7 separate regions of the Mus musculus genome follow, and all the other regions are linked to region 1. A link is a contact called in public Hi-C, HiChIP or PLAC-seq and promoter capture Hi-C data. All regions are on one chromosome and are shown on one strand. Each heading gives the region's core, a stretch centred on a gene start, on an enhancer-like site or on the middle of the called end of the contact. The rest is flanking DNA. Distances are from core to core; before and after follow the strand shown. Region 1 holds the start of Faf2 (Fas associated factor family member 2). Region 2 holds the start of Sfxn1 (sideroflexin 1). Region 3 holds the start of Fam193b (family with sequence similarity 193, member B). Region 4 holds the start of Ddx41 (DEAD box helicase 41). Region 5 holds the start of Rab24 (RAB24, member RAS oncogene family). Region 6 has its middle 20 kb from the start of Nsd1. Region 7 holds the start of Grk6 (G protein-coupled receptor kinase 6).

Region 1 (2,700 bases), core at 96-2,595:
ACTGCTGAGCCATCTCTCCAGTGCTAGAATTTTGTTTTGTTTTTGAGACTGGGTTTCCCCTGTGTAGCCCTGGCTGTTCTGGAACTTGATTTGTAGACCAGGCTGACCTGGAACTCAGGGATCCACCTGCCTCTACCAACTGAGTACTGGGATTAAAGGTATGTGCTGCCATGCCCTGCTATATACAGACTTTTTTTTTTTTTTTTGTCCACTCATCTACTGGTAGACACTTAGGCTGAGTCTATGATTTATTGTGCATATCAGTAAGTATGTGAATTACAGGTATGTCTATAGTAAACTGACTTTGACTCTTGGAAGTGTGCACCAGAACTGGTGTAGCTGGGTTGTATAACAGTTCTAACTAATTGTGAGGGGAGTCTTTATTCTGATTTCTGTAATGGATGAACTAATAATTTAGTTTCCCATCAGCAGAACATCACTTCTCCCTAGTATGGCTGCTATTAAAAAATTGCTCGTGTGGCTCACGTTTTTATTGGACAATATTAGGCTAAGAAGGGCCTAAAGGTTAGGAATAAAATGCACTCGGGGTGTGTGTGTGTGTGTGTGTGTGTGTGTGTGTTGTTCCTTTGATTGTTGTCGTTTTGACACACGGTCTCATTATGTAGTGCAGGTTGCTCTTGAGTTCAAGATCTTCAAGTCTTGGCCACCGCAGTGTGCCCAGGAAAAGGCAAAGGAGGAATGGGCAGGCTTTAAGTCAATCGCGTTCAACCAAAAGTAACAGAGTCTAGGTGGCTTGCTCCAGGATACCCTTCGTATGCAAGGAATCATACACACTTAAAGTCAAGTTTCCTTGACTCAGACCAACTATCTTATCTTTGGTCTGTCAAAGGGATGAAGGGCGAGTGGCCTGGGCATGAGGTTGGACGAGGTACAGAGCTGAGTGTCTGGGAAGCACCATTAACCTGGTTACAGACACTCCTAGCAAGAGACAACAAAGCCTCACCACTGTTTCCCCTAATAAGGCAGACCAACTTTATGAAAGGATTAAGTATCAAACTGGCGCTATTTCGTGAAAGCAATCGTTTCCTGAGAAATCTTCAAGAATATCGTAGATAATTTAAAAAAACGGTTAAGGAGCAGCCAAATTGCGGGACTCTCTCGAGCTCCTGGAGGTACACTGACCCTCTGGGGTCTGTCATCTTTTCATCAATTTTAGATCTTTGGGAGATAGATCGGCAGGGTCCTGAATTGTTCGGCCTAGACACGCGAACGTCGCCCTCTGGTGGCGAGATTCGGAAGGGGGCGGGGAGGGTGCCCGCGAGTTAGCGCGCGCAGACGCAGTTGAGTCCCGGCGGCGGTTCAGGCCGGAAGTGGTTACACCTGAGATCACTTCCGGCGGGTGACGGTGCGGACGGGTCAGGAGCGTAGAGGCGGCGGCAAAATGGCGGCGCCTGAGGAGCAGGATCTAACTCAGGAGCAGACCGAGAAGCTGCTGCAGTTTCAGGTAGCAGCGAGTTCTCGGTGCAGCCCAGGCCGCCGCGGGATGGGGAGTGGGACCCTAGAGGAGCGCAAAACCATCCTCAGGTTGGGGTTGGGACCAGTTTCAAACCCGCAGGCGGCCCCCTCCCCCCCAGACGCCAACTGCCCGGATTTCCCCGGCGCCCAACCTCTGTGGGTCCTCAGCCTTCCAGCCACCTCTGCTAGCCGGGCTCGACCACAGTGGGTCAGCTGCCTTGATTTCCCGTAGCGTCGCTGGTCTGCAATCCTTGCCGGCCTGATTAACCCGCCAGACCCTCTCCGCCCATCGATTGGTGGGGATGTGCTAGAGATAACTCAGATCCCCAATCGCAGAGTTGGCATCAGCTTGCAGGGCTGGACCGCAGACCACCACCATCCCATGTTATTCACCGACGCTTGCTGGGGGTCTCTCGGTGGTCCCTAGGGCTCGTGTTGGGTGGTTGTAGTGGGGAAAAGAAGCGCCCACACACAGACCTGGCACCTGCCCTAGAAATGTGGGAGGACGCCTCTGGAGGAAACAATGTAACATGAAGTATCATCGAAGGCCTCTGACTGGATTTGTTGCCCTTCGGCTTGCTCCTGAACGGCTGACTCTGCTTGAGGAGGGTGGCAACCTGCAGGACCCGCCCCATTAAGTGGATGTTTCTGGTTTTGTTTTGTTTTGTTTTAAAAAAAAAAAGGCTCTAAGCACTTTAATCAGGTGGAGGGTCTGGTGGGAGGATGCCACCCGGGTGGTGGTAACCATGGCATTAGCCGTATCCTTAGTTCTTACATATAACTTCAAAATGTCTATTCCCTTGCGGATGTTTTAGGAGGTAAACTGAGTTTATGGGTGTTACACGGTATTTAGAAGACTTTGGGGCCGGGCAGTGGTGGCGCACGCCTTTAATCCCAGTACTCGGGAGGCAGAGGCAGGGGGATTTCTGAGTTCGAGGCCAGCCTGGTCTACAGAGTGAGTTCCAGGACAGCCAGGGCTACACAGAGAAACCCTGTCTCGAAAAAACAAAAAACAAAAAAAAAAAAAACAAAAAAAAAAAAAGAAGAAGAAGACAACTTTGTAAACTGTAAAATGTGCCTAAACAGTTGTTACTATTAATAATCATTTTCCAGATAAATTGAAGTCAATAGAACTCATTTTCTAATAGGAAATGTGCTAAATATTGATTTTTTTTAGCACTTTTTATGCTAAGCCTTAATGCCAGACACCGCCCACTAAATATT
Region 2 (2,873 bases), core at 123-2,622, 550 kb before region 1:
GGTCACAGTTGGAAAGCACAGTCCATCACCCAGTGGAAGTCAAGGCAGCTGGAGCTTGAAGCAGTGGATCAGAAGGCTCCAAGGCAACAGCTCTTTTAGACCTATGGGTATTTAATTTGATCAGTGTGGCCTTGGTCACATCATCCACACTCAGAAGGAGCACTGCTTTTCTTTACAATGTTAGTAGGGCCTTCTGGGCCAGTCTCCCACAGTAGAAGCCCCTAAAGGTAGAAGCCTGATCCCCACTCCCACCCCCCATGTTCCCCTCTGGTGACCTTTTTTTTCAGCCTGTCCTGGATGTCTGATTGGCTGGATGGAGCTCCTCATTGATTCTGGTACAAACACATCCTTTCTTTTTTACCATTCTTCTGTGTTTGTAACTGTAGGACAATCTACTCCTTCAAAGTGTTTTAGCTGTTTTGGGCTCTTTGTTTTCTCATATACGTTTTACAGTCACCTTATTGGGATACAGACAGACACACTCAATGGGCGCGCGTGTGTGTGAGCGCACACACACAGAATCCAAATTCAGTTCGGAATCTCATTGCTTGTAGAGGTTATTTGGGGTAGAATTTCTGTCTTTAAAAAAAGGGGGAGGGGATTTATCTACCTGTGCAGAGAATGCAATTCGTTATTTGTTGTATTGTGCTGGCCTTCAGAATGCGTCCGAGATTCTATGCTTCTCTCCTCATCGTCCAACCTGGTCTAACCAGGTCCAACCTGACTAAGCTCATGACCTCTGGTCTGCACCTCCCCTATGGTCCCATCTCTGTCCAGCAGCCAGTGACTCTTTTGAAGGTGGCACTTGTATTGTCTAGTTTTTCTTAGAGGGCTGGCTGTGCCAAGCTCCCCCATTTTAAGAAGCATTAGGGGCTGGCGAGATGGCTCAGTGGTTAAGAGCGCCGACTGCTCTTTCGAAGGTCCCGAGTTCAAATCCCAGCAACCACATGGTGGCTCACAACCATCTGTAACGAAATCTGATGCCTTCTTCTGGAGTATCTGAGGACAGCTACAGTGTACTTACATATAGTAAATAAATAAATCTTTAAAAAAAAAAAAAAAAAAAAATACCTAATAAAAAATGGAAAAAAAAAAAAAAAAAAAAAAAGAAGCATTAGCCCAAATGAATGGAGGAACAATGATGATGGGTGGTCTTCTAAAAAAAACCAAATTGAAAAACAGTGGCATTGACCCGGGCTGCGGCTAAGATGAACTTAGGAGTTCTCAGTGTGGCCAGAAGCAGAAGCGCGGGCACATGGGGCGTGCGCAGACTGCGGAGCTCAGCAGCCAAAGCCATGAATGACACCGAGGCAGAGGCAGGAACCTCTGGGCGGGGCCGCGCGTCGTGAGCGCGCGTCGTGGCCGCGCTCCTGGGGGCGGCGCGCGGGGCCGCGGCGCTTCCGGCAGCTGGAGGCGGCGCCGAACGGGACCGAGCGGCGCGGGTGGCGGCCGGGTAGGCGGTGAGTGGCGGGGGGCTGCGGAGCGCGCGCGGGGAGCCGGAGGCGCGCGGGATGGCGCAATCTCGGGGGCTGCAGGGGACCCAGTAGGGTCCACTGTGCGCGCTGGGGTATGCCTGAGGCGGGTTACGTACGCCCGGGACCTCGTGAGTCCGCAGCTCTAGACTGGGGCTAGGGAGGCCTCAGCGTGGAACTGATCTTGTGGAACAGATGTGAAAGGGGAGCATCACGCACCGTGCCACGCGTCCCTAGCCACCGCGTGACGAAACATGCTGGGTGCAGGCGGCCAAGATGGCTGCCAGGGGACTGTCTCCACGAGGATGGGCGCGCGCAATTGCCAGGTGACCAGGTGGCTCTTAGTAGCTGGGACCCGGAGGTCCGCGTGGAGATCACTTGGTGGCCGACCTCCAGCTCTTAATCTCTTCAAGGGACCGAAGTGTCCCAGGTAGAACCGTGGGACCCTCACCCTCAGCTCCCACATCGTGTTCCTGCTGATCATCTCAGGTTCAACCGCCTCCAGAATGACAATGACCACACTAAGGTCTGTGCCTCCGGAGTTAGATCTCTGACTTTTGTATTCATCCAATGCTGCCAAATCCATAATCCAGATTTGAAAACTGAGGCATTAAAACTTGAATAACTTGCCTAAAGTGTCACAGCTGGCCAGGGAGAAGAGCCAGGCAATCCGAGTATATATATTGTTTCCACTTTGTCCCTCAGTGACGATGTGACGATTGAGAGACCTCGTGGAAAAGCGTAGTTCTGCTGGATTTCAGAATTTGGGCCTTTACCCGGGACTCTCCCTTTATAGTTTTCTCACACTCCTGATCCCTCATCTGCTGCACCTACTTTGGGTGCCTCTAGTCAGCAGCTCTCAACTGTGGTTGCATATCAGAAGTTTACATGACGATTCATAACAGTAGCAAAATTATGTTTATGGAATGGCAACGAAATAATTTCATAGTTGGAGGAATCACTAAACCATGTATTAAAGGCTACAGCATTAGGAAGGTTGAAAACCACTGCCTAGATTTTTCTCTCCGTCCTTGTTCCAGGCAGAGGCAGGAGTAGAGAGGCGAGCACTGAGGTAAAGAAGAGGACTTTGTGGGTCTTAGAATGCTGGACTCAGGCTTGCTGTGTGAAGGAGAGCTGTTTAGAGGACAAATGGAAGTTCAGCAGGAAGTCCCAGAACCTCAGGCCACCCCTCCCCACCCCCCACCCCACCCCCCTCCCAGGACTGAGGTTGTCACATTCACAGCAATAACAGTGTTTGGGAAGAGTTTGTTAATTCCCACCCAGCTCTGATAAGGAATTGCTCCATCTGTGTACTCAAGGGTGCAGCCAAAGGTCTGCAAAATGGAGAGAGTTGTGCTTAGTTTTCTGTAAAAGTTTGGTGAAACTATCCCGGGGTGTGCA
Region 3 (2,735 bases), core at 130-2,629, 950 kb after region 1:
AGAGCCATGCCTTCAGGCTGCACCAGCCTCCCAGAGTCCCCTGCTGCCCGATGCAGTGTCTGCAGAGCCAAACGCATCTTCCGCCACGCCTCGTCCTCATCCGGGCGCTGCATCCGACCCTCCAAGACTCCTGCAGGGGCCTGCCTTCCTTGGCAGGCTCAGCCAAAAAACCAACTCAAAACTCTTTTGTCAGAGCAAGCTTAGGGTGAGCCACCCAGCCCCGGGTGCCACAACCCTCCCTGAGCAACTGTGGCCCACGCCACCCCCGCCTCTCCTGTTTGCTCCTTTTTGCTCAAAAGAAAGTGACCTTCCAGGTGGCAAGCTGGAAGCTTCCGAGAATCCTCCCAAATACTCTTAGTCTCGCAGGATTCACCAAACTAGTGGACTGGCGGGGGTTGGAGGTGGGAGTGGGGGCTCCTTATGGGACAGGAGATAGGAGGAGAACAAGGGTTTCCTCTTTAGTGGAGTTATTCTAACAGTCTTTGGGGCCGCCAACTGTTCTGCTGGGTAGGGAAAGGAGAGAGGTCCCGGAAGGCAGATGCAGAGAGGTACAGCTGTTGAGGGTAGCGGCTGCAGACCGTGCAGGGGAAGGGATGAAGCTGCTGGGGGCGGGGGTGGAGGGGCGCACAGAGGCTGCAGCCTTGCAGGTTCCAGCGCCCTGAGATGATGGTCTTTTAGGGGCTAGGGGATAGGGGGGAATCAGGTGGCTCCAAAGGGAAGTGGAGGGCAGAGAACTAAGCGGTGGTCTCGGGACCTGAGCGAGTCCCAGAGAGCATAAATGGTCAGAAGATTTAGCTCCGGAGCAGGGCCTGAACGGGTAGCTTTACAAGGGTCGCAAGAGGGTTGGCTGAGCTTTGGCTTTGGAGAGGGGTCCAGCTTCCACTCCCGGCAAGCGGGTTGAAAGCATCTGCCCCGGACTTGGGATTTGGTCCCAGACCCACAGTATGGTCCATGCCCACTCCCGCCCCACTCCCGCTCCCGCTCTGGGGAGGTGTAAGCAGCCCGGCAGTCGGAGTCGTTTTGCTCGATCCTACCTGAGGGCCTGGAGCCAGCTTGGGCTCTTCTTCCTCTCGGGGACCGTCGCAATCCAGCTCGGCGGGCACCTCCGGGGGCCCTGCACCGGCTCCCGCTTCCAGGCTCGGCGGCGGCGGCTGCGGCTCGGGCGCCTGGGGCTTCTGCAGCCCCGCGGCCCGCGCCCGCTCCCGCCGGCCCGCGCCGCCGCTTGGCCTGCTCCGCCTCCGAGTCATGCTGCCTCTTGCGCCGCTCCCCCGCTCGCTGGCTCCTCTCGCGCCTCCGCCGCCGCCGCCGCCGCCGCCGCCGCCGCCGCCGCCGCCGCTCCCCTCACAGGACAACAGCCAATATGGCGGCGCCCGGCGCCCCTCCCCGCCTGCTGCCAACAGGTCAGAGGGCACACTCAGTCCGCGCCGCCGCAGTCGCCACGGAAGCCGCCAGCGCCATTTTTAATAAGGCCACCTCGCTGGGCTTCGCAGGAGACCAGCCCCGGGCGAGATCCTGTCCTAAGCACTAGTCCGAAAGGCTGCGATCGGCTGGAGAAACACATTGGGCTCTGTAATAGCGGGCCTAGGAGCTTAATTATCCATTAAATAATGAGTGAGTTACTAATCTTTTTGCTGCGAACTTTTCACGCTCATCTCTTGGCTCCTCCCTAAATCACTTGGAAACAGGTACGAATTATTCCCATTTTGCAATGGACAAGCACTGGCTGCAAAATGCCTACCATAGATTCCTAGATATCATCCCACCACACCTGTGGTCAGCCTGAGGCGAAAGAATAGGCAGGTCTTTACTTGTCGTTTACTGGGAGCCCCACGTTCTGTGCTCAGAACTGCAGGACCCAGACTCAGGTCGTTCTTGAGGCTGATGGGGAAGGGGGTCACTTAAATAGATAATAGGATCGGCGTGACAAGGATGAAATGATTAAAGCACATACTCTGGCAATGTTTTTTTTTTTTTTTAAGTGGTATGTGCGAGAGAGGTCTTTAACCCACAAAGCAAAATTAGAAATGTTTTAATAGCTCAGCATTTTAGTTGTTAATATGTCATCTCCACCCATTTTCTTCCCACAGGGGGAGAAAAATTCAGGCACATGGAACAAAAAAATATATGTATTTTTTTTTTAAGTTTCCAATGCTGTCTTATGCCTTGTCGAGTGAAACTGGAACTTTTTAGTAGTTACACGTGGAATTTATATTGATAACATCAATCAGAACAAAATCTGAAACTTTGACTACCAAGAAGTAAATCAATTTTTAAAAATTGCTCTATTTATCTTATTGTTTTAATAGGTATGTGTGTGTATGTGTGTGTGTCGGTGGGACTGGGTTAAACTTCTTTGGCCTAACTTGCTCCATCTTGAAGTCTGTCCTCCGTTTTGCATGGCCCCAATTCCAAGAAAAACCACAAATGTTCTAGAGTCTACCACTCAGGGAAGGGGAGGAACATCTGGCCTTTTCTCCAAGATCCTGAAACAGTTGCCACCCTTCTTTCCCTGGAATACCTAGGGGCCACCACAGACCAATCAGGAACCAGGACCTCTGGAAAGCCCCCTAACCACAACCAACCATGGTAAAGGTTGCCTAGACCCTCACCCTAATCTTCCACTTCATACCTGGTTGTGGTTTTCTGCTTTAAAAGGCCTGTGAGCCCACTTCTTGGGCTCATTGCTTCAGCTCCCGAGCCTAACTGCATCTCTAGTCCAGCTAGATCTCTTGGTG
Region 4 (2,796 bases), core at 52-2,551, 910 kb after region 1:
TGATACTTCTTCCGAACTCGCTCATGCCGCTCCTCAGACATGCTCAGGACATAACGCGGGGGTGTCCAACTATGGGTAGGTGGTGGGCAGGAGAGGGCAACACGGTAGAGTATGGTGGGGCAGCTCCCTCCCCAGTCCGCACAGCAGGGCGTCAGGGTACCACTGCCAGTCCCAACCTCATATACTTACTGGAAAGGCATACCTAGTTTTGATTGGATCGTCATAGGTGATGCCTTTGGCCATTTCCTTCACTGACATCAAGGCTGAGGAGACAGACATGGCTCAATGAGCAAGACCACCCAAGAGGTCTCGCCTTTGAAATCGGGAGGAGGTGGCTCAGTCCACCTCTGCTCTGAACCAACTATAATGGTACCTCGGCCTTCAGCCACACTCTCCAGAATCTTTTCTTCTTCCTTCAGTTGCTTTTCCTTGGCGGACTCCTTGCGTGCTGAGAAAAGAAGCCGAAGAGGTCAGAGAAGCAGGAGCACTGCGGCCTAGGCCCGTCCTCTCTCCTTCCTGCTAGGCCCACCTTCAGCCTTCTCTTTGAGGTGCTGGTGCTGATCCAGGAGGCTGACATTGGACTGAGGGCCCAGCGGGATGTCGTCCTCATCTCCTCGGGGCTCACTGCCACTGTCCTGCTGCTCTTCCTCCGTAGCGCCCTTGCGTCTTCGCTGCAGCAGCTTCTGGAGCTGAGGTCCCAGCAGTGTCCCTCAGAGCCAAGCCCAGGACCCAGCAGGTGAGGGGGCACAGCACCCGGGAGGGCTTTTTCCGGGAAGGGGATCGTGTGCACTGAGGCGCACGTCTGTCCGGAACTCAGGTTCACTAGTCCCTGGTCTTCCTCAGAACCACGACCCAAGGTAGGACTACAGCTCCCCAGATCCCCCCTCCCGCTGACGGCCGGGGACATGTCGCCGTTGCACCAGGGATGCGGCCCCTCACCAGTAGCTGCCGGCGCTGCCGCAACGGCACATAGGGTACGTAGTCCTCGTCGTCCTCATCCTCGTCCTCGGAGCGGCTCCCACCCGCGGTCGCCTCGTCCGCGCGTGCCCGCTGCGGAGACCCGAGTCAGCCGCGGCCCCTCCCCCTGCCCGCACCCCCTCGCGTGGACCAAACCTCAGTCCCACCTTCCGCTCCGGTTCCGAATCCTCCATCTTAGGCTGCACACATGCGCAATGCCAGGGCATCTGAGCTCCAATCAGATAGGAAAAACTGCTGTGGTCGCCTAGCAACGGCGTGAGCGCCGGATCGCGAACCGGGACAATCTTCTTCCAGCGCGTTTACGGACGCGCAGCGGAGCCAATTGGGTCTGGCGAAGCCTTGTGGGTAGCGGGAGGATTTGAAGCATGCGCAGAAGATCCAAGTCGTGGGTTAAAGGATGAATCTGTTGAACACGCCCTACCCTCCGCACGCTGTCCTTTCCCGCACGCTCCCGGGGAGCGTTGTGCCCTCTGGCGGCCAGGAGTTTCAGCCCTGCAAGCGGTGCTCGCAAAATATTATTCATTAACGTGAGATAACACCGCTGTTCCGACGGGTCAGAAGTAAAATAATGGTCAAGGTCTTTTTTAACCTTGTATGTTATGTGTGTAAATGATATACATCTCAGAGTGACCACCTGGGAAGCTAGAGATAGCACAGAAGAGATGCTGGATCTGGGTTTTCGAGTTAGTGGAGGGAGGAGTCACCATCAAGAGAGCAGGAAAGGGGCTGAGAGTGTAGAGCAAATAACCAGATTCCTTGGGGCATCTGCAGAGATCTCAGGGGCTGGTGTGAGGTAAGGAGACGGGCCCAGGTTGTTAGGAGTCCTACTTTAAGGAGGAAAGACAGAGCTAGTGCTGGCTGCTCCTTCCCAAGTCTTTATCTGTAATAGGTGCATCGATCACCATGGAGTGCCAAAGTGTTCTGAGATTGGGAGAAATAAAATGATTTTTTTTTAACCTAAGAGAGGGTCTTGCCATGTAGCCAAGGTTGGCTTCAAACTTGTGGTGATCCTCCTGCTTCAACCTCATGAGTGCTGGGATTGTGTATAATCACAATACCTAGCATGAAATCACAAAGGAAGTGCAAATCAATTTTCGTGATATTCATAGCAAGTAGCCTCTCTTGAAGAATAATTAAAATCCAAAAGCCAGGTGGTTGCATGCACCTTTAATCCCAGCACTCAGCAGGCAGATCTGAGTTTGAAGCCAGCTGGGGCTACACAGTAAGAACTCATGGTAAAGAAACAAACACCCGGAATTCATAATGGAAGAGTAATTGTGGAGGGGTGGGGAATGTGAAAGAAAGTCAGGAGTCACCTAGCTGGTGACCGTGTGCTGAAGGCCAAAGCTAGACTTTGTAGGTACTTGACCAGACTTTAACTCTTGCCACAACTGGAATTTTAAAGAGCAGTTTTAAGTGTGAAAAACAAAGCTAACCAATACAGAGAAAAGGCTACAACTGTTTTCCCTTTCCTAAAAATGAAACAGGCTGAGAAGCAGGAGCTGTGAGCCTGTGGTCTGGCTCCTGCTCCCTTGGGGGAGGAGAAGAGTATGGGTTAACTGCAGAGCCTAGCAGACGCTTGCTAAGAATGGCATTTAGCAGGGCTGGAGGGTGGCTCAGGCCAAGAGCATTGGTTCTTGCAGAGGACCCAGATTGGATTCTCAGCACCTATATGGTGCCTCACATTTCTAACTCCATTTCTGTGGAATCCAATGCTCTCTTCTGACCTTCAACACCAGGCTTACAGTGTGAGCAAAACACTCACACATAAAACAGATCTTTAAAAAGACTTAAGCCTGGACACGGCACATGTGAGAC
Region 5 (3,050 bases), core at 476-2,975, 700 kb after region 1:
ATGTCGGGGCATCAAGTAGGTCACCAAGAAGGCTGGGGACCATGAGGAAGTACACACCTGTCATCACCTGGAAAGCAGCCACACTGACGTAATCCTCAGCCACTTTCTGGAAGAGTTCATCTGGCAAGCAAAGAATCAGTGAGGGCCTGAGACCAGCAGCCCTGGGTATCCCAGTGGCCCAGCCCTCTGAACCTTTCTGCTCTACTGTCCTGCCTGTTCCTGCTGACAGGACCCAAGACAACACTCACCCACACTTTGGCCTGTCTTGCTGGATGTTTCAAAGAGTTGGGCTTTGATATCTGCAAAGAGAAGTGACTGTCTTCACACTTGGGGAGCACACCTAAATGTAGCTAACAGTTCAGTCTCCTGAACCACACAGGTTCAAGAAGGCCAGAAAGCAACCAAGACTGTCATTCCCATCTTTGAAATACACTCAGGCAGATAGTACCCGCCCCCAAGCCCCCATCCTCAGAGACTTAAAAACAGCTACTATCGGCATAGTCCTGAACATCATGGAAGTCTACACGACGGCGCCGCCTGTCTTCCTCCAGCAGGTCACTCTTAGTGCCACACAGGTAGATTTGACAGCCCTGTAGCAGAAGACAAGGCTGAGATTATCTCCACAGACCAATACAGTCTCTGTCCCTACTCTTGTGATATCTGGCCACCTACCTCTTCTAAACTGCGCAGCTCCTTAACCCAGAACTTGGCTCTCTCAAAGCTGCTGCTGTCAGTGAGGTCTTGGTAAGGGTAAGGCAAGAGACACATAAAGATCAGCGGCTTCCCTCTGATGCTGGCCTGTAACCTAACCCTTACTACTTGAACACGCCAGAATTCAACCCCTTACCATAACAGACAATTGCAGCTTTAGCACCCCGGTAATAGATTCTGCTCATGGCTTCGTAGCGCTCGGAACCTGCTGTGTCCTGAGGGGTGAAAGGAGTTAATAAGCTCCTTCACAAGACTACAAAATAGGCCCCATCTTCCAGACAACCCCCCCTCCTTTTTTTAGACGAGTAAATGGGTGTGAGGAAGGAAAAACGACCTCTATGAGGCTCCAGTTGGCTGGTTTAAGAGGCAAGACATTAAATTCGGGAGACAGGTTTGCACAAGACTCTGTTCTCAAGGGACTTACCCAAATGCCCAGAGTCACCGTCCGGTCTCCAACGCACATCACCTTGGCCACGAAAGCAGCCCCGATGGTCTACAACCAGGGAAGAGATAAGTGTGGAATACTGGCCGGACCCCTTCCTCCCATGCCTGCTCCGCAGGGGTGCACTCACGTTCTGATAGGGCCCCACCAAGAAGCGGTCGTGCACGTATCGTTCCACCAGGCTCGTCTTGCCCACGTATTCCTTGCCCAGCATAACCACCTTAACGTCCACGCGCTGCCCGCTCATGCTCCCTGGGCCGCCTCACCCACTTCAGGGTCCGCGCGGCCCAGGCAGAGCCCAAGCCTCAGACCCCAACCCCAAGGGCCTCGCACCTCGCAGGCCCCTGGCGCCTCGGCCCGGGGCGCTCCGTCCTTTGCAGAGCCGCGGCGCGGGGACGCGGACAGCGCCCTCCACCGCGCCGCAGAGCCCTGCGGTGCTCACCCGCGCGACCGCCGCTGCGCCCGAAGCTCCGCTGCGCCGGGGTTACCGACTGAATCTGGGGTCCTCGTAGCTAACTCCAAACAGCACCTCTGGGACTGGAAGCCAAGAGGCGGGACGCCCGGTCACGTGACGCGGGCGCCGGAAGTGGCCGATCCTATGCATCCGGCGCCGGAAGCGTCGTGCAGTCCTATAACCCCTGATGGCGGCGGTAGGGACCTGGGCGCGGTCCTGCGGAGATTGAGCTGCGAGCCTGGCGGGCGTGCGCCTAGCCACGTCCCCCCCACCCCCGGGCTCTTCACCCTGATGCTGCACGGGTGCTGAGCCCGTCCGGGTCGGGACGATGGTGAAGTATTTCCTGGGCCAGAGCGTGCTCCGAAGTTCCTGGGACCAAGTGTTCGCCGCCTTCTGGCAACGGTACCCGAATCCCTATAGGTACGTGGCGTTGGGTAGAGCGAGTCGCCTTCCTCTCTTCTTCTGGAGATCGCACCGTAGGCTGTCCTTCAATAGTGGAGTTTGAAAGACTGGACAGAGTCCGATGTGGGCTATCTGCGGAACTGTGGCCACAGTTATAGCACAAAATCCTTATAGGATTAGAATCAGTCCAAGCCTCCAAAGTCCTCGAAGAAGATTGTCTAGTTTGTGATTTATATTGGGCTCTAGATTTCTATTTTGCAGTCCAAAGGTGGTTGGACAGGAAGAGGCGGCAGCACGGGAGTTGAGCGGTATTTCGGGGCCAGAAATCCTGAGGATGGTTTGCTTACCTGCTGCTGGCGCTCTCTAGTGGTATAATTCTTGAGATTTTGCTCGCTTTGGAGAGCCACAGAATCCATGTCGGGTGGAGGAGGGAGTTGGAATTTGCCCGGGGATAGGTTCAGTGTACTCTAATTCTGAACCCGGGCACAGATCACAGATTGCAGGCAGCCATGACCTGGAGGCGCTAAATAGGAACCAGTAGACATGCTGTCAAGAGCAGGCTCCTGAGAATCATCTTTAACTCTTGCAGCAAACATGTCTTAACCGAAGACATAGTGCACCGGGAGGTGACCCCCGACCAGAAGCTACTGTCCCGGAGACTCCTGACCAAGACCAACAGGATGCCACGTTGGGCAGAGCGACTGTTTCCTGCCAACGTTGCTCACTCCGTGTACATCCTGGAGGACTCTATTGTGGACCCCCAGAATCAGACCATGACCACCTTCACCTGGAACATCAACCATGCCCGGCTGATGGTGAGACTTCCTTTGCTCCCTCAAAATAGTTGCCCTTCAGATTTCAGGCAAGAGAGTTGTGGGAACTTCTGTGGCCAGAGGCAGGCCTAAAATACCAATGAGCTGCATCTCTAGAGTTCTGCCCTTAGATTGGTCTACCCTTTCGATTGGTCAGATTCTCTGGGACTGTCCCTTGGCTCTCAGATGGTGGGGAAAGACACCCCTGTTCTTTTTTTCTTTTTTTTTT
Region 6 (3,052 bases), core at 470-2,969, 570 kb after region 1:
AAGAAGAAGTGGGGAATGAAGAATAGAAAATTACTGGCCTCTTGTGAAAACATGAACTTTTTACCTCGGAGCCCACCCCCTCCCATCTGAAAAACATTTTTGAGATAAAGGCCTCCTGGAACAACCTCAAAATGAACCGGGTACATTGCCAAATGATAGGACATGACTCCTTAGTTACGTAGATTCCTTGATAGGACATGACTCCTTAGTTACGTAGATTCCTCTGACAGAACCCCTTGTCCTTTGGCAGAACTCCCTAGTGATGTAAACTTGTACTTTCCCTGCCCAGTTCTCCCCCTTTGAGTTTTACTATATAAGCCTGTGAAAAATTCTGGCTGACCGTCGAGACTCCTCTACCCTGTGCTAAGGTGTATGAGTTTCGACCCCAGAGCTCTGTGTGCTTCCATGTTGCTGCTTTATTTCGACCCCAGAGCTCTGGTCTGTGTGCTTTCATGTTGCTGCCTTATTAAATCTTGCCTTCTACATTTTATGTATGGTCTCAGTGTCTTCTTGGGTACGCGGCTGTCCCGGGACTTGAGTGTCTGAGTGAGGGTCTTCCCTCGAGGGTCTTTCACAGGCACACCAGAAGAGGGCGTCAGATCCCATTACAGATGGTTGTGAGCCACCATGTGGTTGCTGGGATTTGAACTCAGAACCTCTGGAAGAGCAGTCAGTGAGTGCTCTTACCTGCTGAGCCATCACACCAGCACCCCCCAACCCCAAAGGATTCTTTATCATGTATTTACTACACTCACTGTGCTTTTTACAAGAGGCCAAAATATTCAAGCAACTAACATGCCCCGTAAATATGTATTTAGATATATGAAACAGGAACACAGCTTTAACTGAGGATGGCTCCCAGGACCCAGAGCATGCTAGATGAGCGCTACAGAGCTGAACTACACACCCAGTCCCCAATACTTACTTACTAAATGTATGGCTTACATTGAACCTGTAGCCGTGAAACATACATTCAGGCAAATCTGGGATAGAGTGAGCTCAGGCGTTGCTCCTCCGTGGTTTAGGAGGAGCAAAAGTAGATGAGGACCCCACCCCCACCCCCAGGAAAAGGACACGCTGCGTCTGGCTGTCTGGGAGAGCACAGAAGTGTCGAAGGGAGGTCACGGTGGGGAAAGTGAAGGCAGGCCAATTTCATGGAAACATCACCTAAGAAGGGATCAGAAGAAGCCAGGAAGCTCTGGAAACCCCACAGTTTTTATAGTCAGTGTGGCTGGAAGTGAAACAAAGGTTCACAAAGGCCAGCAGATTCACCACAGTAGCACTATCAGAGATCTGGAGCCAGATTACAGCGGGGACAAAGGCCGCCTTGAGGGAAGGGCAGGAGACAGGAAAAGAGGCTGGGCCTGGAGCCGGTTTAAAAAAAAAAAGGGTGGGGTGGAGATTGCGGGAGAAAAGAAAGAGGAGTAAGAGTTGGTACTCTAGCGGAGCAAGAGGCACAAAAACTCAAGGAAGCACGAGGTCGGACAGGAGGAGCCCAGGATCCTCCACTCGGAGCGTTGCTATCAGGGAGTGGCAAATCCAGATAGATTGATGGGCACAGCGACAGCCGGATCCGGGGCGAACTGGTCTGGACAAGAATTGGCAGTCTCTTCCCGACTCCGCCCAGTTTGCAAAGCTCACCTTTTTCCCAAGGCTCTTCATCCCGCACCAACGTCATGGCCTTGGCTGGGGTGGCCGCCGATTGGCCTGTGGCAGCCATGTGACAAAGACGAGTCTTAGCCACCCTCCCCCGAATGCAGTCCCACGTGTGGCCGCTGCGGCCGCGTGGTGTTGTCTGCAGCTTTATCGCGGGTTTGCAGGACGCCCTGCCGGGGAGCTGAGGCTTAGCCTCCCCCGGTCCTGTCCCGCTGACTGGAAGAAGCGTCCCCAAACCTGGTGCCAGGACACTGTGTCCTTTTGCTGAGTCTTACGTGGTTGTCAGTTATGATCCCACCTCTTCACGGATCCAAGGCTGTGAGTGTCTTAAACTGTATTGCGGTACCTCAGGCCTGTAACACCATTGAAAGGATCGTGAACTCAAGACCAGCATTGACCAGACAGTGTGGAGACAGCTCAGCACCAGCATTGATTACACAGGATGGAGACTCTTTAAAAAGAGACGGAAGCGGGGATAAGGAGGGAGGAAAAAGAGAGGGAGAAAAGGTAGTATTTTATATTTTTGGGGTGTGTGGGGGTGGGGACTAGTTCAGCTGCTAAGGGGAGAGCATAAAGTCCTGGGTTCTAGCTGTAGAACCCACCTAAAGAGCTTAGTGATGGCCAGTAATACAGAGTTGGGGTGCTGGCTGTCATTGAGCCCAGGTCCAAGGTGAATGGCCCTGAGGAAAGACTTGGGAGTACTCTGGCCTGCACGAACACGCATAATAAAAATATAAAATAGAAAGAAATCAAAAGGTGGGGTTTTTTGTTTGTTTGTTTGTTTTTGTTTTTTTTTTGTTTGTTTGTTTTTGGTAAGTAGTGTTTTAGGTCTCAGGGTGTGGCTAGGAGCCTACCAGTTATGATTGCCAGCAGTATAAAAAGTAAATAAATAGCATTTTAGAGACTTGGAAGCCAGCACATCTAGCTGAAATGAACTGTCCACCATGTGGCCCAGGGCAGATCTTCAGTTTGATTGATCCTCAGATTCCCTATCTATGAAAGAGGATTACCCAGAGCTCCTAAGATGGCTCAGTGGACTAAGGCACTTGCTGCCAATCCTGTGACCTGAATTCACTCCCATATAGTAGAAAGAAGGATCAACTTGTGCATGTCTTCCGACTTCTACAAAGACACAAGCCTGCCCACAAAACCACCGCACTCACATCCACCCATAAAATACATTCATATAGGGGTTTTGTTTTGTTTTGTTTTGTTTTTTGAGACAGGGTTTCACTGTGTAGCCTGGCTGTTCTGGAACTCACTCTGTAGACCAGGCTGGCCTTGAACTCAGAAATTCTGCCTCCCGAGTGCTGGGATTAAATACATGCGCCACCATGCCCGGCCATATAGGGTTTTAAAAGCCAGGGGACTGGAGTGAAGGCTCAGAGGTTAAGAA
Region 7 (3,023 bases), core at 4-2,503, 820 kb after region 1:
CAAAAGTCATAGCCTGTGACCACTCTGGTCCTTTAATGACATGGGGCGGGGGGGGGGGGGGCATGCGAGGCACCACAAAGCGTCCTCTCTAGTTCTTTGTTTTAGTAGCATTCATTCTAAAACCACCCATTAATGTGCTCACTTACAGGACAGCTACCACCTTTCTTCCCGCCTAGCACGTAAGCACTGAGAGTTTGGTTTTCTTGCTGTTACCACTATATCCGGCACCTGGCTGGGTGCCTGGGAAAAAAAAGCAGTGGCAGTATATATATATTTTTTTTCAAAAATGAATGAATATGGATCAAAAACATGTAGTTGAATCCGGTTGTTCCTTAATTCCCGAGTTTGGGCAAGCCTCCGTTTCCTGCTGTGCGAAAAGGGGTGGTGATGAGGAAGTGGGGGATTGAACTACACTGTGTTGATGAGATGCAAAATTCGGACCTGTCCCCCCACTCCCGGTCTCCGCGTGCAGCCAGCCACTCAACATCCAGCGCCTCAGGTCCCCACCTGTACAATGGGTGTGAACTCATCCTCAACGACTTGGGGTGGTTGCGCTGCCTTATAAGGCAGCAGAGGCCGAAGGCGCCGGACGGGTGGGAGGGGAGAAATCACAACATCCGGCTGCGGGGGCGGGGTACGGGGGTGCGGGGTGCGGCTGAATTGGAGGCAAGCGCTGCTGGGAAGGCAATAGCTTCCTTCGGTCCTCTGCTAGCTTTGGAAGCGCGCCCTTCTGAAGCAGCTGACCTAAGGGACGACGGCAGGACACCCATTCTAACCAAGCTACCTGATAGCCGGCAGGAGACACAGCGTGTCCCCAACAAAACCCTAGAAATCCCGTCGGCGCACCAGACACACAGCCACGCCCCCATCCTTTCACCCAATCAGATCGCAAAGCTGGATGGTCGACACGTCTTTAATCCAATCAGATGTTGGGTCTTCTGGGCGTGGTTCCCGAGAGGCCCCACCTCCGATTTCTCGGCAGAGGCTCGGCCCTAATTGGCAGCTCGGCATCCTACGAAGGCCTAGAAATTCGAACCTAGGGGCCGAATCCCGTCCGCAGTCCAACCAGAAATCGGCGACGCAACGGGGCCCTCCCCCTCTCCGCAGGGAGCGAGTTCCCGGCTCCGTGGGCGGGGCAAGAGAAAGAGGCTGACCAATAGTAGTCCGGCGCGGGGAGCGTCCGCTCGCCCATTGACTGAGCCAAGTAAACAGAGGGCGGGGCGGGGCGGGCGCCGGTGGACCGGGAGGGGCGCAGAGTACGCGGCGGGCGGCGGCGGCCCGGAGGCCGGTGGGGCCCGGAGGCCGCGGCGCGGTCAGTCGAGCCGAGCCGAGCCGAGCCGAGCCGAGCCGCGCCGATCGCCATCGGCTCCGGCTCTCGTGGGCGGTCCCGGCCGGCGGCGCGGCCTGGCGGGCCGGGCGGCGCTGCAGCCCATGGAGCTCGAGAACATCGTAGCGAACACGGTGCTACTCAAGGCCCGGGAAGGTGAGGCCAGGCAGGCGGGCGGCCAGGCCTGGGCGCGGGGATCGCGGGCGCGCGACCTCCGAGCTCCATGAGGCGTCCGGGCCCCAGTTATCCTCGTGCCCTGGAGTCTGCACCCGGACTCTTAAGCGCAGACATGAGCCCTTCCGGCCCTCCGCTTCTGCCCCCGGAACCCGGGGCCCAGGAGGGGCGGGGGTCGCGCCATGGGCCTCAAGTCGGGTTTGGGGGTGATGAAGAAGAAAGGGAAGGAAGGGAAAAGGTGGAACATGAGCCCCAGAGGAATGCGTGTGAGGCCTCTTCTACGTGAGAGGCAGGAAGGTGCCCCACGTGCCCCAGGCCCAGATGCCCTGAACGGCACAAAGTTGGTAATCGGTAAAGATTAGAGAATGAATGAGCCGAGCCTTTGTATAGACAACCCAACCGACAGGGGGAAACTTCTGGACACACACATTACATGCAGAACCACCACTCACCTGGAGCTTCTGGGCACTAAAAACGGGTGCATGGGTAACGTTTTTGGCATTTAGCAAGCCTTTGACCTACTAGGGCAGATGCACCGGGGAAATAAATGAGAGACGAGCATAACGGGCTATAAGGACTGTAGGGCTAAAAGCCAGTCTGGTCGACTTAGTGTGTGCGCGCACATGGATATGGTGCGGAGTTGCTCTTCCTTGGTTTCACTCCAGATGTTATTTGGCTCTATGGGTCCTAGATGACTAGAGCCAGACAAACGACATAGAGTGACATAATCATTAGATACCTGTAGTGCCCTACTCTGTCCAGGGTGCTGGTGGGCAAACACCAACAAGATTTTTCTTTTTGGAACTCCAGGGAGGGACACAGTGACAGCTTTCCACTTTCTGCTGGGTTTCCATGATGAAGGAACCTTCAGCTTCGCTGTTCTATATCAGTTTACAGGTGTGAAACTGAAGCTCAGATCAGAGATTGTAATTGACCTAGGGTCAGGCAGATACCCAGTAGAGTCTATAGGTAGCTCAGACAAGTCCCCAGTGTGCCGCAGTCCCTGATGTCCTCTGCCTACTTGGTGCATGTCACACCCAGAGAGGTGTTACCTGGAAATGGGATGGGCAGGTTGGATCCCTAGTGCCCAAGGGAGGCAATCTTATCTCCTGTCCCTTATCAAGCTCAGGGGCTGGGCCTTCCTCTCAGCCTCTGGGGGCATCTGCTGATTCTGTTCTGCCTCGTCATGCAGCCAGCCAGGGAGGAGGGATAAGGAGAGCCAAGGCCAGGCTTCACTTCCTAGGGCTAGCCAATTTGGGGCTCAGCTCTGCTGAGGGTATTGCCTTGTTGGGCGAGATCCTGTGGGCACCTTTGCATAGGTGAGCCGGCATTACTGGATCTTGGCCCAGGATATCATGGCCAAAATGAGGACTAGTGCCTCCTCTAGAGGTCCTGTGTCCTGGACTTGCTGTGACAGCACTGTACACACCTGCATGGCCTTTAACCTGCTTTCTGTCCCTCAACATTATCGTTTCCTTATTTTACATGTAAATTTTAAGGAAAGCCTCATTGCCCCGAAATC

The links. Promoter capture Hi-C pulls out the DNA fragments that hold promoters and counts their contacts. Hi-C and Micro-C count contacts between places; a contact is called where the count stands out from the background. HiChIP or PLAC-seq counts read pairs in DNA pulled down with a chosen protein or histone mark. Capture Hi-C pulls out chosen DNA fragments and counts their contacts.
Region 2: a Hi-C map of nephron progenitors shows a contact between it and region 1, with 6 times the contacts expected there. The contact joins the promoter of Sfxn1 here to the promoter of Faf2 in region 1. A contact is called at or near these places in 5 of 39 promoter capture datasets (the C10 cell line, the HPC-7 cell line, embryonic stem cells and 1 more), 1 of 15 datasets of contacts at CTCF or cohesin (large pre-B cells), 1 of 484 Hi-C or Micro-C datasets (nephron progenitors), 4 of 115 datasets of contacts at active chromatin or transcription factors (the 230-238 cell line, astrocytes and embryonic stem cells) and 1 of 9 other capture datasets (liver).
Region 3: a promoter capture Hi-C map of liver shows a contact between it and region 1, with 2.5 times the contacts expected there. The contact joins the promoter of Fam193b here to the promoter of Faf2 in region 1. A contact is called at or near these places in 9 of 39 promoter capture datasets (the 3T3-L1 cell line, the C10 cell line, cranial neural crest and 4 more), 1 of 115 datasets of contacts at active chromatin or transcription factors (bone marrow-derived macrophages) and 1 of 9 other capture datasets (liver).
Region 4: a FOXA1 HiChIP or PLAC-seq map of pancreatic cancer cells shows a contact between it and region 1. The contact joins the promoter of Ddx41 here to the promoter of Faf2 in region 1. A contact is called at or near these places in 1 of 484 Hi-C or Micro-C datasets (muscle stem cells) and 2 of 115 datasets of contacts at active chromatin or transcription factors (embryonic stem cells and pancreatic cancer cells).
Region 5: a promoter capture Hi-C map of embryonic stem cells shows a contact between it and region 1, with 3 times the contacts expected there. The contact joins the promoter of Rab24 here to the promoter of Faf2 in region 1. A contact is called at or near these places in 7 of 39 promoter capture datasets (3T3-L1-derived adipocytes, cranial neural crest, embryonic stem cells and 3 more) and 1 of 115 datasets of contacts at active chromatin or transcription factors (bone marrow-derived macrophages).
Region 6: a Hi-C map of Sertoli cells shows a contact between it and region 1, with 6 times the contacts expected there. The contact joins the enhancer-like site here to the promoter of Faf2 in region 1. A contact is called at or near these places in 3 of 39 promoter capture datasets (cranial neural crest, hippocampal neurons and pre-B cells), 2 of 484 Hi-C or Micro-C datasets (Sertoli cells and embryonic stem cells), 3 of 115 datasets of contacts at active chromatin or transcription factors (the SCID.adh cell line, astrocytes and pancreatic cancer cells) and 1 of 9 other capture datasets (adipose tissue).
Region 7: an H3K27ac HiChIP or PLAC-seq map of embryonic stem cells shows a contact between it and region 1, with 5 read pairs. The contact joins the promoter of Grk6 here to the promoter of Faf2 in region 1. A contact is called at or near these places in 3 of 115 datasets of contacts at active chromatin or transcription factors (bone marrow-derived macrophages, embryonic stem cells and pancreatic cancer cells).

Annotation. Positions count from the first base shown.
Region 1 is chr13:54,620,439-54,623,138 of GRCm38.p6, forward strand. It overlaps Faf2 (Fas associated factor family member 2), which reads left to right and starts at 1,346. Exons shown (of 11, transcript NM_178397.3): 1 at 1,346-1,465. The coding sequence starts at 1,403.
Region 2 is chr13:54,070,473-54,073,345 of GRCm38.p6, forward strand. It overlaps Sfxn1 (sideroflexin 1), which reads left to right and starts at 1,373. Exons shown (of 11, transcript NM_027324.5): 1 at 1,373-1,460.
Region 3 is chr13:55,569,741-55,572,475 of GRCm38.p6, forward strand. Fam193b (family with sequence similarity 193, member B) reads right to left here and starts at 1,380. Exons shown (of 11, transcript NM_145382.4): 1 at 1-1,380. Gm31364 (a long non-coding RNA gene) reads left to right here and starts at 1,356. Exons shown (of 2, transcript XR_873486.2): 1 at 1,356-1,685.
Region 4 is chr13:55,535,357-55,538,152 of GRCm38.p6, forward strand. Ddx41 (DEAD box helicase 41) reads right to left here and starts at 1,302. Exons shown (of 17, transcript NM_134059.2): 1 at 1,125-1,302; 2 at 940-1,050; 3 at 530-689; 4 at 374-448; 5 at 203-263; 6 at 1-69. The coding sequence starts at 1,151. Gm46416 (a long non-coding RNA gene) reads left to right here and starts at 639. Exons shown (of 5, transcript XR_003950651.1): 1 at 639-736; 2 at 844-1,531.
Region 5 is chr13:55,320,255-55,323,304 of GRCm38.p6, forward strand. Rab24 (RAB24, member RAS oncogene family) reads right to left here and starts at 1,726. Exons shown (of 8, transcript NM_009000.3): 1 at 1,284-1,726; 2 at 1,136-1,204; 3 at 848-926; 4 at 673-740; 5 at 491-590; 6 at 249-299; 7 at 58-120. The coding sequence starts at 1,400. Prelid1 (PRELI domain containing 1) reads left to right here and starts at 1,801. Exons shown (of 5, transcript NM_025596.5): 1 at 1,801-2,027; 2 at 2,599-2,824. The coding sequence starts at 1,936.
Region 6 is chr13:55,188,667-55,191,718 of GRCm38.p6, forward strand. No RefSeq gene overlaps it. Among named protein-coding and RNA genes, the nearest start is that of Nsd1, 20 kb to the right of the region's middle. Within about 2 kb of position 1,720, at least 411 of the 459 cell types and tissues checked have an H3K27ac peak or open chromatin away from gene starts, as enhancers often do. A contact at or near this core is called in the SCID.adh cell line, Sertoli cells, adipose tissue and 4 more, where this site is marked.
Region 7 is chr13:55,444,078-55,447,100 of GRCm38.p6, forward strand. It overlaps Grk6 (G protein-coupled receptor kinase 6), which reads left to right and starts at 1,254. Exons shown (of 16, transcript NM_001112711.2): 1 at 1,254-1,483. The coding sequence starts at 1,432.